Linked DNA regions of Callithrix jacchus: region 1 is linked to region 2. Evidence: chromatin contacts called from public Hi-C data. All regions are on one chromosome and are shown on one strand. The core of a region is the stretch at or near the end of the contact, and the rest is flanking DNA. Distances in the headings are between cores, read along the strand shown.

Evidence for each region. A called contact is a pair of places that touch in the nucleus more often than the background predicts.
Region 1: a contact with region 2 is called in a Hi-C map of skeletal muscle, with 3 times the contacts expected there. The contact joins the promoter of NBL1 here to the enhancer-like site in region 2. A contact is called at or near these places in 3 of 3 Hi-C or Micro-C datasets (induced pluripotent stem cells and skeletal muscle).

The regions. Positions count from the first base shown.
Region 1 is chr7:56,524,257-56,531,073 of calJac240_pri, forward strand. It overlaps NBL1 (NBL1, DAN family BMP antagonist), which reads left to right and starts at 3,536. Exons shown (of 4, transcript XM_054258818.2): 1 at 3,536-3,700.
Region 2 is chr7:56,249,752-56,256,547 of calJac240_pri, forward strand. The region is part of intron 6 of CAPZB (capping actin protein of muscle Z-line subunit beta); the gene reads right to left. It also overlaps the pseudogene LOC144577116. Among named protein-coding and RNA genes, the nearest start is that of SLC66A1, 31 kb to the left of the region's middle. Within about 2 kb of position 2,925, at least 1 of the 16 cell types and tissues checked has an H3K27ac peak or open chromatin away from gene starts, as enhancers often do. A contact at or near this core is called in skeletal muscle, where this site is marked.

The sequences.
Region 1 (6,817 bases), core at 2,286-4,785, 280 kb after region 2:
CTCCCTGAAATAGCTTTCATTCTATGGAGCACGTGCTGTTTTCCAGGAACTGTGCCGAGTGCTTTGCGTCCATTTATCTTCTTGAATCCTGGCTCTGTCTCATTATAATCTCACCTTAAATGTCACCTCGAAATGTTTTCTGCTGCTTCTCAGTAAGTTTGTCCCCCCCACCACATCGCCCACTCTGACTTCGTTCCTTCATAACACTTTTTCTCCTTTTTTTCTTTTAAGTTATTATTTTTCAAGATGGAATCTCATTCCATTGCGCAGGCTGGAGTGCTCTGGGGTGACCTCAGTTCACTGCAACCTCCGCCTCCCAGGTTCAGGCAATCCTCCTGCCTCAGCCTCCCGAGTAGCTGGGATTACAAGCATGTACCATCACGCCGGGCTAAGTTTTGTATTTGTAGTAGAGATGGGTTTTCACCATGTTGGCCAGGCTGGTCTTGAATGCCTAACCTCAAATGATCCACCCACCTCGGCCTCTTAAAGAGCTGGGATTGCAAGTGTGAGCCACCATCTTGGGCCAACAGTTCCTATTTTTTTTTTTTTTTGAGCTGGAGTTTTGCTCTTGTTGCCCAGGCTACAGTGCAATGGCATGATCTTGGCTCACTGCAACCTCCACCTCCTGGGTTCAAGTGATTCTCCTGCCTCACCCTCCTGAGTAGCCGGGATTACAGGCATGCGCCACCATGCCTGGCTAATTTTGTATTTTTAGTAGAGACAGGGTTTCTCCATGTTGGTCAGGCTGGTCTTGAACTCCTGACCTCAGGTGATCCACCTGCCTCGGTCTCCCAAAATGTTGGGATTACAGGCGTCAGCCACTGCACCTGGCTCTTTTAAATAAATATTAAACAGCTGGAACCTTCTTAACACATTGATTATGTGAGATCCACTCATCTGTTTATTACACAATCTGCCTCCCTGTGGCAGAACATAAACTCCTTGGAGGGTGGGACCTTATTGGTCTAGTCTATTGAGTCCTCAATACCTCTGTGCATGTCTGGCACATCATAGAAACAATAAACATTTGTTGGATAAATGAATGAATCCAACAACAAATCTAATCTCTGGGAGTACATAGAACTACTAACTGCATTTCATAGATAAGGAAACCAAGGCCCAGGTGTGAAACAACTCTCTCAGGGTCAGAGGGCGATGCAGCAAAAATTTAAACCTTGGGTCTCTCCTGATGTGTCTGAATGGCTCCTCCCAGCTCCAAACCTGAAAGTGTGAATGCTCTTGTCTTTATCGTAAAAAGAGCGGGATTGTGTAGCAACCCTCTGATTCAATGGGCTGGACTGGGAAGGCAGGCCTTTTGCTGGTTTTCATTCTCTTACTCCAGCGAGAGTGTTTGGACCCCTGTTGAGGCCAGACTGACAGGATTAGAGGAAACAGCTGGCCTGAGCCTATGCCCTGCAAGAGGGAGCTTGCATTCACAGACTCTGGGAGAGAGCAGCTCCCCACCGCTCAGTCACATTCCAGGTCGGTCATTTTCCTGAGCCCAGATGTTTGCTAATGAGCGGGGGAGAGGGGCTTTCAGCCCTGAGCCCCAGCCAGAGGCTGGCCCAGGGCCAGGAGGCTCTGGCTTCGGGCCCATGCCCTGTGCCAGCCAGGCCTGTAGGGGCAGCTGGAACACTACTGCCAACCAGGTGCATCTAGTGGAGCTGGGAGACTCTGACATGACAGGTTCTGCCTTTCCTGCTGGGGCCCCACCACCCTGGATCTCATCATCAGAACAACATCCTGGCTGCAGCCTGATGGGGAGATGCACTGAGGCAGCCAAGAGGGTAGAGGGGGTGTGGTGGGCACAGAAACATGGACTTTGGTGTTGACAGGTCTGGGTTCAAGTCCAGGCTTTGTCAGTCACTAGCAATGTGGTCTTGAGCAGGTCATGACACTTTCTGGTGCCTCGGTTTTTCTCACCTGTAAAATGGGAACAATCATGGGGCTCTGGTAAGGATTAGATTTGAAGCAGACAGAGTGCCCAGTATCATGCCTGGCACAAAATGTAGCTATGGATAGATATTATTATCAAGTGACCTACCAGGCCCCCTGCCCACACAGTAGCTTTCCTGCAGTTATCAGTCATCAGCAGACAGATGGTGACTCAACTCCAAACTCTCTGTCCCTGATTAGGGGGTTGGTGTTCTTGAATGTCCCCGTGTTGGAGAGATGGTGGGCTGCCCTGTGGAGGGCACTGGCTGGAAGTTGCGGCTTCTACTCCTGGCTCTGTGTGTAATCTGACAAGCTCATCAGGCTCCACAATTAGCTTTCTGCTAAATGTGGGAGTGGATTCTTACAAGATACAGAACTCCATTTTCCATACTGCTTAGGGTATGCATGAAAGATGGTGGTGGTAAGCTTCGGCTGCAAAATGGTAAATATTTCCTGCGTGCCTACTGTGTACAGTGCGGTGAGGCTGGTTTCTGCAGTACATGGTACACGGTTATCCAACAGACATTAGCTGGCATGGCCTCTTATGTGTGACTTTAGGGGAGTTACTTAACCTCTCTCTAGACCTTCTTTTTTTTCCACTTTTTTTTTTTTGAAACGAGGCCTTGCTGGAGTGACAAGTTCATTAGGCTCCACAATTAGCTTTCTGTAACATCACCCAGGCTGGAGTACAGTGGCACAATCATAGCTCGCTGCAGCTTCAAACTCGAGCTCAAGTGATCTTCCTGCCTCGGGATTTTTTTTCACTTTTATTATTTTATTTATTTATTTATTTTTTGAGATGGAGTCTCACTCTGTTGCCCAGGCTGGAGTGCAGTGGTGCCATCTCAGCTCATTGCAACCTCTGCCTCCCGGGTTCAAGTGATTCTCCTGCCTCAGCCTCCCAAGTAGCTGGGACTACAGGCACACACCACCATGTCTGGCTAATTTTTGTATTTTTAGTAGAGACAGGGTTTCACCATATTGGCCAGGCTGGTCTCAAACTCCTGACCCCAAGTGATCCTCTTCACTCGCCCTCCAAAAGTGCTGGATTACAGGTATGAGCCACCGTGCCCAGCACTTTTAAATCAAGAGACAATAAACCTCATAGGTTTATTATGAAAGTAGTAAGTGCTGGCAATGGGATGGGGCACATGGTAAGGTGCTCAACACATGTGAACTATTATAACGGTTATAGTTACCATTAAGGGAAGACCTATCTGTGCTACATCAGTGGGGGATAATAATTACTTTATTCGCTGGGCATGGTGGCTTGAACCATTTCTTTTTAGCCAGGAGCAAAACTGTGTCATAATAATAATGTCATTCAACCAAATACATTGTACATCTCACCTGGCCTGCCCATAAGCACTGGAGACACTGCATGATTCCTGCCCTCAAGATCTAATGGAGGAAAGAGATGTTCACAGCTATTCTAGAGGGAAATCGACATGAACAGAAGTTCCTATCCCATGCTCCAGGATCACACTGGAGGAGGGAGATGCTCCCAGAACGTCTTGGGAAGGTTTTCTAATCTGGGGCTGGAAAAAATATTTGCAGGAGTCGAAAGGAGGGGAAAGAAATTTCAGGCAGAGGGAAGGGTGCAGACAACAGCTAGGAGGCACAGATGCAGGCTGGTGTGGAGGGTGCTGCGAGGCTGGAGTACACCAGGGAGTTCCCAGCAGGCCACTAGGAGCCACGCAGGATGCTCGGCAACCACATGAGTCAGATGACCAGGGCTGCGTCCATCTGGAAGTTTCCAGCCAAGGTGGGTAAAGCACATGGACACAGGTAACTATGCTGTAAAGCAAAATCCCCGAGTCCCACAATCGTGTCCCACGTGGTGTCCCTGGGCCACCACTTTTCAATAGCAAGTTATTTTCTCACCCCGTTGTTAAGCACACAGAGTAGAGAAGGCGCCGCGGCAACCCACCCAAGTGCCCACTGATTGGATGGGAACCCCTGAAGTGAGGCTGGATGCTGGGGCCAGGCGCTCCACTCTTCCCAGGAGCCAGAGAAGTGAGTCCATTTGTTGCCGTTCTAGTTCCTAATAGTCCCTGGGACTTCTCGGGATGCTTAAGCCAAGTGCCTGGAGCCGATTGGAGGTCGAGAGGGACACTAGGATGACACCGGGCGAGGCCGAGCAACGCAGGCTACCAACAGCACGGACTTGAACCGGGTCGCAAGCCAGAGCGGACCGGATGGGGTGCACCACAGAACTGCGGAGTGAGGACGGACTCCCGGTGCCGGGACGCGGCGGGCTGGAGCGCCCCACTCTCGGGGCAAGTCTGCAGTGCCCGGAACCCACAAAAAGGACACCTCCATCTTTGTCACCCCGAGGCATGGCACGGCCTGACAGCCCAGGCTCGGGAAAAGTCGGGCGGAGAGAGTGGAATCGCAGAGAAACCCAGAGAGGGCGCTTTAGAACCGGCCCGGGCGTCCGGCGGGCTGCCCTGGCCCTCGGGCGCCGGCCAGGCGAACCGGCAGCCCCACGCGCCGTCGGAACGCGCTGAAGCCCGGCCCGGGGCCGGCAGGCGGGCGGGCGGTGAGAGGGCCCGGGGCCCCGGCGCCCCCTCCTGCGCACCCGGAGAGAGGCCGCGCGCGCCCGCCCGCTCCTTCTGCGCGCGGCCCTCCCCGCTGCCCCCGCCCTCGCGCCCTGTTTGGAGGGAGCCACCCTGACGTCGGAGCCGCTCCCCCGCGCCGCGCGCCCGCCCGGGGCCGCAGACGGCGCGCAGCGCAGCCCAGCCGAGCCTCGCGGGGCCGCCCCCAGCCCTGCCGGCCGCCTCGCCGAGCCTCCCGGGGCGCCCGGGCCCGCGACCCCCGCACCCAGCTCCGCAGTACCCGGCGGGCGCGCGCGGTAAGTCCCGCTCGGGCAGGCACGCGTGCACCCGGCTTCCAGAGGCTTCAGCGGCGGGGGCAGTACCGCGCCCCCGGCCCAGAGCTGCGGCCCCGGGTGCGTCCGGCTGCCGCGGGCAACGGGCAGAGGCGCCGCCGCCGAGCCCGGGAGCCCTGGGGGGCCCAGCGGGCGCCTCCGGACGCCGACTCTGGGGACGTGGGCGCGGCACGGGGTGGCCGGGGGACACCGCCGCGCCCGGAGCCCGTCCCCAGACTCTCTCCGTGGTTCCGTTGCGCTCTCGGAGTTTCCGCGGCCGGGAGAGAGAGGGAGCGAGGGAGGGAGATGCGTGGCCCGGCAGGGGCCGGGGCTCGGCCGCCGGGCTCGCGTGTCCCCCGGCCGTGCCCGGGCCTCGCCGCGCCGCGCCTCTCGGCTCTGGACGTTTCCGCCTCCTGCGGCCCCCTCGGCTTCGGTCCCTATGTCCGTGTGTCTCTTTCTCCGTCGCTCCGTTTCCGCCGTTCACTCTCCCCGGCTCTGTCCATCTCTTTCCGTTCCCCGCCCGCCTGCCTCGGTGTTCGGCTGCCCGCGTTTGTGTCTCTGCTTCTCGCTTTTCTCTCCCCTCTGTCTCTGCGCTGTCCTCTGTGGGCTTCTCGCCGTGTGTCTGCGCGTCTCCCTGACCCCCCGCCCTCGATCCAGACAATCCCCCCAGTGTCGGAGGCTTGCCCTCCCCCAGCGGTTCACGAATAGTTTCCTAGACCGGGTGCGCCAAGCGCTCCCCCTACCTCCCGCTGGCCCCGGGGCCTGGCCCGGGTCATCTCTCTGAAATTGAGTCTGGAGCAGGGAGAGCCAGCCTTTCCCGAGGCTCAGTTTCCTTTAAGAATTCCACCCCCGCGAGGTCGGCTGGACTACAGGCCCTGCTTCGGGCCACCTGCCCGGCCCGTTCCCAGGGCGGGGCGATTCTGATCTTTTACAAGTGGCGGCAGAGGGGGCAGCGCCTGCCTTGGCGTGGCCAGGGGTTGGCGGGCATCAAGGGAGAAGGCCACACTTCCAGGCTTTCAGAGGCCCTCGCTCCCCCAGCTGGACACCACCAGCCTGTTACTAGGGGCACCCCGGGAAAACAGAGGTCAGGGCTGGAGGCCAAAGACCGGACGCTGGCGGGGAATGGAGGAGGGGAAGCAATTTGTCAACAAGGAGCCCCTCACCCTTTGTTACTGCGGAATGGGGTCTCCCGAGACTCCCCCAGATGCTGGGTCTGTTTGGGCGTGGTTTGCCTTGAGTTGGGGCCAAAGAAAAGGCGAGGCTGCCGCGTTTCCTCGGTGACCCCCACCCCTCTCCACCCACCCCTGCAAGCTGGACTTTTCTCTCCTGGGGCCTGTGTTTTGGAGGGGTGGACAGGGTGTTCTGCCTTGGCCAGGGATATGGCCTCAGTATTTTAAAGTGAAATTTCAGGCTGAGTTTAGCTGCTTCCCCCCACCCCCAACCCCAAGGGTCGGGGGCTGGTGGAACGGGCAGGGTTGATGGTGAGGTCTGTAGTGGGACTTCTGCTGAGCAGATGTGCAGCCCGGCCCTGCAGCAGCTCATTAGTATGGATTTGTTTCAGAGACTGTTTTTGGTCTGCGGGCAGGAGGGTCTGCGGTAAGGAGGGCCATTGCCTGGGTTGAGGGGCTGGCACAGAGGTGGCCAGGGCTGGAAGGTATAGGCAGGCATGGGTGGCACGGGCTCAGCCCTGTGTGTCCACCCCCTGGACAGCTGATTCATGCTCTGCCTGGCCAGAGCCTCCCCAGTGCTGAAGGAAGGAAAGAAGGAAGCCTTCCTGCAGTGAGATGGGGTCGTGGAATCACAGTGGCCTTAAGCAGTATGCTGAAGCCAGGCTCCTCCCTGGGGGATCTGCTGAAATGGGCGTTCCCAGGCCAGGCTACCCATTTTATGGTTGCAAACATGAAGCTTAGGGAGGGGAAGCAAAGGGTCAGTGGCCTGAACTATAACCACTGGACTCTCCTGACTCCAGGCACACAGAGAGCCAATGTATGAGCTTTGGCCAGAATGCATCCT
Region 2 (6,796 bases), core at 1,675-4,174:
AATGACTTCAGTTTCAGACCATAAAGAGCCCAGTGGGCAGAAGCCCAGAGCCCCCACTTGCAAGGGAGAAGGTTTTGCTGCCTGCGGTAGACAGGCAGATGCCCCGAGTCACAGCAGGGAGCGTGAGGGCGGCTGCCCTTGGCAGGCACCGGCTCACCCGAGCCAACTGGAGAAGACTCGCGCAGTTTGTCTTCAGGCCTCTACTGACAGGCCCAGGCCTGGGCCCCGGCTATCCACCTGAAGCGCCTGACACTGCAGGGGAAGCTTCCGTGCTGCTCCTGCGCCCTCATGCTCCCAAATGGTGGCTCCGTGATGCCACCTGCTGCAGGTCGTGCAGAGAGGGACTGACAGCCTCTGACAGAGACTCCGGGCCAGAGGGACGCAGTGGCTCGCACCAGTCACGCAGGCGGCAATGGCAGAGCCTGGGTCAAACCCTTCCTTGCTCCAGGGCCTGTTTCATTCTACTCTGCGAGGGGAGTTTGAGCAAGAGAGTCTCAATGCCGACTCTGAGGTTGTGAGGGGTGCGGCAGCAGCTCTAGCCCCATCTCCTCTTCCCAAGCCCAGAAAGAGCTGGCTCTGACCCAATCATCTCAACTAGGAGGAAGGAGGCATGGAGGCAGGTAGAGAAGAAGGAATTCGGCACTTCTGATTGCTTTTCTTCTCTGAAGCCTTATTTCCCTGACAAGAATATAAATTCTTTAAGGAGAGATGTGCCTGTCTCGTGACTCACAGGGCACCTGGCAGAGTGCTAGGCACGTAAATGCTCAACATTACTACACTGAAGATAAGAAGGCGCAGCTACCATGACCAGTGCTGTTGAAATGAAATGTGGAAGCTGAAATAATCAAAAAGGAAGAAAAGAGCAGCATCAGAAGGGGCAGAGCTCAAAATGAGTTCAAACCGATTAAAAAAAAAAAAACAGCAAAGGGCGGGGTTCTCTCTTTAGAACCCAGAGAACAGGGGCGAGGCTGGCAGGGCAGATACTGTGCTCAGAGGGTAAGGGCCCTGTTGCTTCTCACCCATTTCTACTTCTCCTCATTAGGGAGAATGACTTTCAGGCTGGGAAAGGAGAAAAGGACCCGGTTAGAGCAGAGGGCAGGAGAGAACCAAGCTACTATCAACAACCAGGCTTCCAGGCTTGGGCAAACCCATCCTGTGACTGCAACCCTTGACACTAGAGGGCGCCAGTGGATGACCCAACTTTTTTCTTTTTTGAGAGTTTCCCTCTTGTTACTCAGGCTGGAGTGCAATGGCATTATCTCGGTTCACTGCAACCTCCGCCTCCCAAGTTCAAGTGATTCTCCTGCCTCAGCCTCCCCAAAAGCTGGGAATACAGGTCCCTCCCACCAAGCCTGGCTAATTGGCTTTTTTAAAAATATTTTTAGTAGAGACAGGGTTTCGCCATGTTGGCCAGACTGGTCTTGAACTCCCAGCCTCTGGTGATCCACCTCCCTTGGCTTCCCAATGTACTGGGTTTACAGGCATGAGCCACCGGGCCCAGCCGACCTGACTTTTGTCAAATAAGGAAGAATAAACTCTGCCAAGTAAATGCTAGCTTGAAACTGATCCAGATAACAATTTTTGATGGTCTTGTTAAAATCATATGCTGGCACATTTTAAAGTCAGAGATCACGAGGAGCCAGCCAGGCTCACTGTGAACAAGCCCTTCCACGAGAACACCTTTTTTGGTTTGGATGCTGGGCTAAAAGAAAACAGAACTACTTAAAGAGGATTGCATCCTTCTGGCAGGTTCCCATCTACCGTCCTGCTCCTGTGGCTGAGAGGAAGGGCAGGGTGGAGGCCTGCTGATAGGGGTGGGCACCTGGCCACGTTTCCCGTCCCCTTGCCCACCCCGCCCCTCCCCTTCATAGCTGGTCAGGGTCAGCTCACTGGCACAGAACGATGTGTGCACTGCATATGTGACACGGCACCCTGTAGCAGTCTCTGCCTTTGGTCAATTTGTTTGTCCAAGATTAAGTGAAGGCCCAGCTGAGAATTAGCAGCAACCTATCGACTGCCAAGGGTTGAGATGGTCAGAGGGTCACTACAGAACCCAGAAACCCGGGCTAGTCACACAACGAGCGCAGCTACCGGCGGCCACCTTGCTCCCTCATCTTCCTGGGAATCCTGTTTTAAACCCAAGGAAACTGAAGCTTCAAGATGCAAGAACCATACAGCGCTGTTAGATTCTGACACCTCTGCTCTTCCTACTTGAGCACGCCAGTTAAATGTACCTGGGCAAACACAAACTAGATATTTAGGCTCAGGTGTACATTTCATGCAGCACAAAATGGGGAACTGCTGACTTGCAAACAGATCCTATGAAGAGACATGTGGTTTTTAGACAATTTCAAGTTTGACCAGGATGCGATGTGGCTGCTAGGAAAGCTTCTGTGCAACCCGAAGGTGCATAAATGACACTGTTACTCGTGCCCAGATTAGGGCAGCATTCCCACCCCACCACATGACGAAGACACTGCCGACACCAGGTTCCAACGCTTGCTGGGGAAGGCAGTGGTTCCCTGTTCTGTCCCGGCCCAGCTACATCTGCAGGGCTGGATTCTGTTTAGGGCACTGCTTTTTTTTAAAATTTTTCTTTTTTTTAAGAGACAAAGTCTTGCTGTGTCACCCAGGCTGGACAGGAACTCCTGAAACCCTCCACCTAAGCCTCCCACATAGCTGGAACTACAGGCGTGTGCCACTGTGCCCTGCTCAGGCACTGGGTTTTAAAAGCTTTGAACAAGTTAGAATTCATCTACTGAAAAGGTCTGACACCAAGAAATGGGAAAGAACTAGGGCTGTCCAGGCCAGGGGACAGGGGATGTGGGTGTGTGAGAGAGACCTAAGAGACTCTGGCAGGGCTCTGAAGGCCTGCTGTCTGCCAGGGGACACACCTCACCTATGTCGCTGCAGATGGCAGAGGGGGAACCGAGCAGTGAGAGAACATCACAGCTTGGCAGGCTGGGCTTGGTCTGTTCTGATAGAGCTGTCCCTTGTCCCTGACAGGCATCTGCTCACAAAGCCATGTGCTCCAGAGCACCATGGGGTCCGAGAAAGGGAGTGGCATCTAACAAAGAGGCGGTCCAGGTGAGAGCAACATTCCAGAACCTGCTGGGCGTGGAACATCATCTGCCACTAGTAAAAGGCTGCTGCCAAGACAATGGGGTAGGCTGTCTGCTGAAAAGGAGCTGGGGGGCACCCTCAGGAGGGAGGGGCTCCATCCACCCATCTTCAAAAAGAACTTCTGGATGCCGACCCCCAGGGACTGTGTGTTCTCTCCCACCTGGAGGTGGTCAAGGTGCCTGGGCTCAGGGCTGGGTGAAGTCAGCCCTGCGGACAGGGAACCTGGGGGTTGGATGGAAATGAATGAGGCCCTTCTAGCAAATCGGAGTCTCTCCTCCTCCCCAGCTCCATGCAGAGGGCAGATTCCCGGCCATCCCAGGGAAGGGAAGAGGGCTTTGAGCTCACTGTGGGACCCATTTTAAACGGACACCAACAGCCCAAAGTGAGGCCCAGGGTCATTGGGGCAAGTTCAGTCTCATCAGTAATTTGGCCTCTTGGTTCCCATCTTTGTGTTTCAGAATCAAGTCATCTTCCAGCAAACAAGGGAAACCCTCTGGCTGCCAAAGGTAGACGAGGTCAGGTGGAGAAGGCTGCTCGGTCTCGCCGTGTGCAGCACTGTCCCCAGGGGCTGAAGGACTCCCCAGAACACAGGGGGCCTCAGCCCATGGTAGGGAAGCTGAGCCCACATCAATGGCCACGCAGGGGCTGGGGCAGGAAGGAGACGCCACCTGGGGAGCGAGGGGCACAGGGCTCAGAGCACCCGGCCATGTTTCCATAGCCTTTGCCCACCCGCCCATGCCCCTCCACACCTGGTCAGGGTCAGCTCACTGGCAATACCGACCCACCAAAAATAGAAGGCTCTGTGCAATGCATATTTTATTACATCCTTATAAAAGTGGCTGCCAGAAGGAAAACATTTTTATGTGCTATGGCTGCACAGATGTTCCACAAGGTGGTTCTAACGGAGTCTGAAGCAAGAACCTGGCCCACGCATCCCCAGCAGGCACCTCTCCTCCTCCCCGGGGCCCTAACACGGCCAAGGGTTTAGAAACCAAAACCGGCAGCCTTTTCCCAGGGTGGGGGTGGGGGGTAATATACTGCAGCTCCCACTGCCACGCAGCATCTTCCAGCACAGCCCCCTCAACAGCTCTGAGGCCCCACAGCTCCTGTGCTGCAGCCCCCGAGGAAAGGGCCCAGGCTCGCCTGTGTCTCTATTTCCTTGCCTTTACCTTGCACTAAATAAACAAATGTAAGGCCCAGGGCAGGGCTTGCCAGAATGGCAGGTGTCACCGGCTGTCATAGCACAGCTCCAACCCCACGACTGTTCTGGCCTCTGGCGTCCTCTTGGTCACCACGCTGCGCTGTGGGTCAGCCAGGACTCGATGTGCAGCCAGGCCAGAAGATGGTGGTCAGCTGGCCTCCCAGGGAAAGTTAGGGTTGCCTGGTTTAGGAAAATTCTGAATCTAGAATTGTACATATTCTTAAAGTCTCTCCTTGCAAGATACATGATAGTAGCAGTAAAAGTTGTTGTTTTCATTTTTTTTGAGACAGGGTCTGGCTGTGTTGCCCAGGCTGGAGTGCAGTGTGGTTATCATGGCTCACTGCAGCCTCTGCCTCCCAGGCTCAGGCCATCCTCACACCTCAGCCTCCTGAGTAGCTGGGACTACAGGTACATGCTGCCTCCCCTGGCTAATTTTTGTATTTTTTTGTAGAGATGGAGTCTTACTTTGTTGCCTAGGCTGGTCTCAGACTCTTGAGCTCAAGCAATCTGCCCGCCATGGCCTCCCAGTGTTGGGATTACAGGCATGAGCCACCACGCCTGGCAAAAGTTATTTATTTGAGCATAAAATGGTGTGTAAAAACATTTTTTATTTCTACTCTACAATAATCTTTCCTTTTTTTTTTTTTGAAAAAAAATTAAAATTTATGTTTTTTTAGAGACAGGGTCTTGCTCTGCTGCCCAGGTTGGAATGCTCACTATAAGCTCAAACTCCTGGGCTCAAGTGATCCTCCCATCTCAGCCTCCCAAGAAGCTAGGACTGCAGACACCACCCCACCCAGCTAATTTTTTGTTTTGTTGGGAGGGAGCGGGGGGGATGGTACAGCTATTGCCCAGGTTGGTCTCGAACCCCTGGCCAAGCAATCCTCTTGTCTCAGCCTCTCGAAGTGCTGGAATTATCATATCATCAAAATGGGCATTATCAACACTGAGTTTCAAAGATGTGGAGTGGTCTGTCTAGGTCACAGAGCTGGAGAGATCCTGGGCTGGGATCTGAACGAAGGTCTGGGTGATTCTGAAACCTGCTTCCCTTTATAAGACCTCTCTGCTGCCTCAGTATCATCTATATCCTTAACCAGAAAATTGAAGGACAAACCACAATCCAGGATTCAGAGAACATGAGCAGGGTCCATCCCTGCCTCAGCTGCCTCCTGCCAGGGATCTCTGGTCCCTTCCCCTCCTGTTTCTGCCCTTCACAGCATGGGATGGTTGTGGGGAGCCTGTCTCATGCCAGCTTTCCTTCTCAGCCAGGCACTGGTTACTCTACCCCAGGTCATCTGACAAAAACCCAGCTGCCCCTCAAAGCTGTGCTGCTCAAGCATCTCCACCACTGAACCCAGGAGCCCCACGGGACACCAGGAGCATGTCTGCAGCTGCAACCAGGCCTCCCCAGCGAGCGTGCACTCCTGGGCCTGCCAAGTCGGGCCCGGCCCACCCTTTGTTCCCTCCATCTGGAAGGGCAATGGGCTTCATCCCTGTGATGAAAATATACTGCCTGGCCTAACTGCCAAGCACAAGTCAGAGAGGACATTCCTGCTAGGGTACACAGGCAAGAGACTCTGCTGGGCTTTTACTGCCTGAAGATATACTGCGGGCGTCTACTGCTGAGTGGGGAGACAGGGCTTACTAGCCAATGACCTGTCTGATCTCCCGACTCAGCAAAACACTCCACCTTCATTTCTAAATATTTACAAGCTGAAAAAATATCAAACGAACATCTGCAGGGCCCATCCCCGGATGGGAAACCTTGGATCTCTCTTCAGAGATTTGCGGTCTCGCCTCTTTCCCACATCTCCTGTCACACAGGAGAAGTGACCTCTCAGTACAACTTCCTTTTCACTATTTTGGAACTCGGGGCTGGCAACCTTTTTTCACTTACTCCATAGCCCTCCCATGGGGGCCCACGTGGCAGTGCGCCAGAGGGCACCTTCTGCCTGCCATCCCTCACATGTCCACAACCCTTGGCAGGAAGGTATGACCTGGCTGTAAGGAGCCTCCATGAGACCTGTGGCTCACCTCTCCAACAGCCCCACTGCTGCAGGAATTTGCCAGAACACTTTAGCTATTCACCTTGTCTTCCAGCAGATGTCCCTAGAAACATCTTTTGGTGGTAGTGGGTGGGAGGAATAAAAGGCGAAAGTGATGGAGGCAGGGCTGGGCAGAGGGATCGTGGCCTGGCTGCATGCTAGCTGTGTCCTCACTGGCTGGCAGGCACAGCTCAGGCTCTCCACCTCTGTCACATGTGCCCAGGAGAGTGGTGCTCTGCCCCAGCCACTGGCCTACCATCAGCTGCCTACACTGAGACTCGAGTGGGCATGGGGCACAGCCTGGTGTGCCCACGAAAGGGACCCCTGGAGGTGCCAGTAAGCCAAAGCCAGTGGTCTTCTCCAGATGGGCCATGGGAAACAGGAAGATGAGGGTACACCCGGGGCCACACATGGGGAAGGGCAGCTG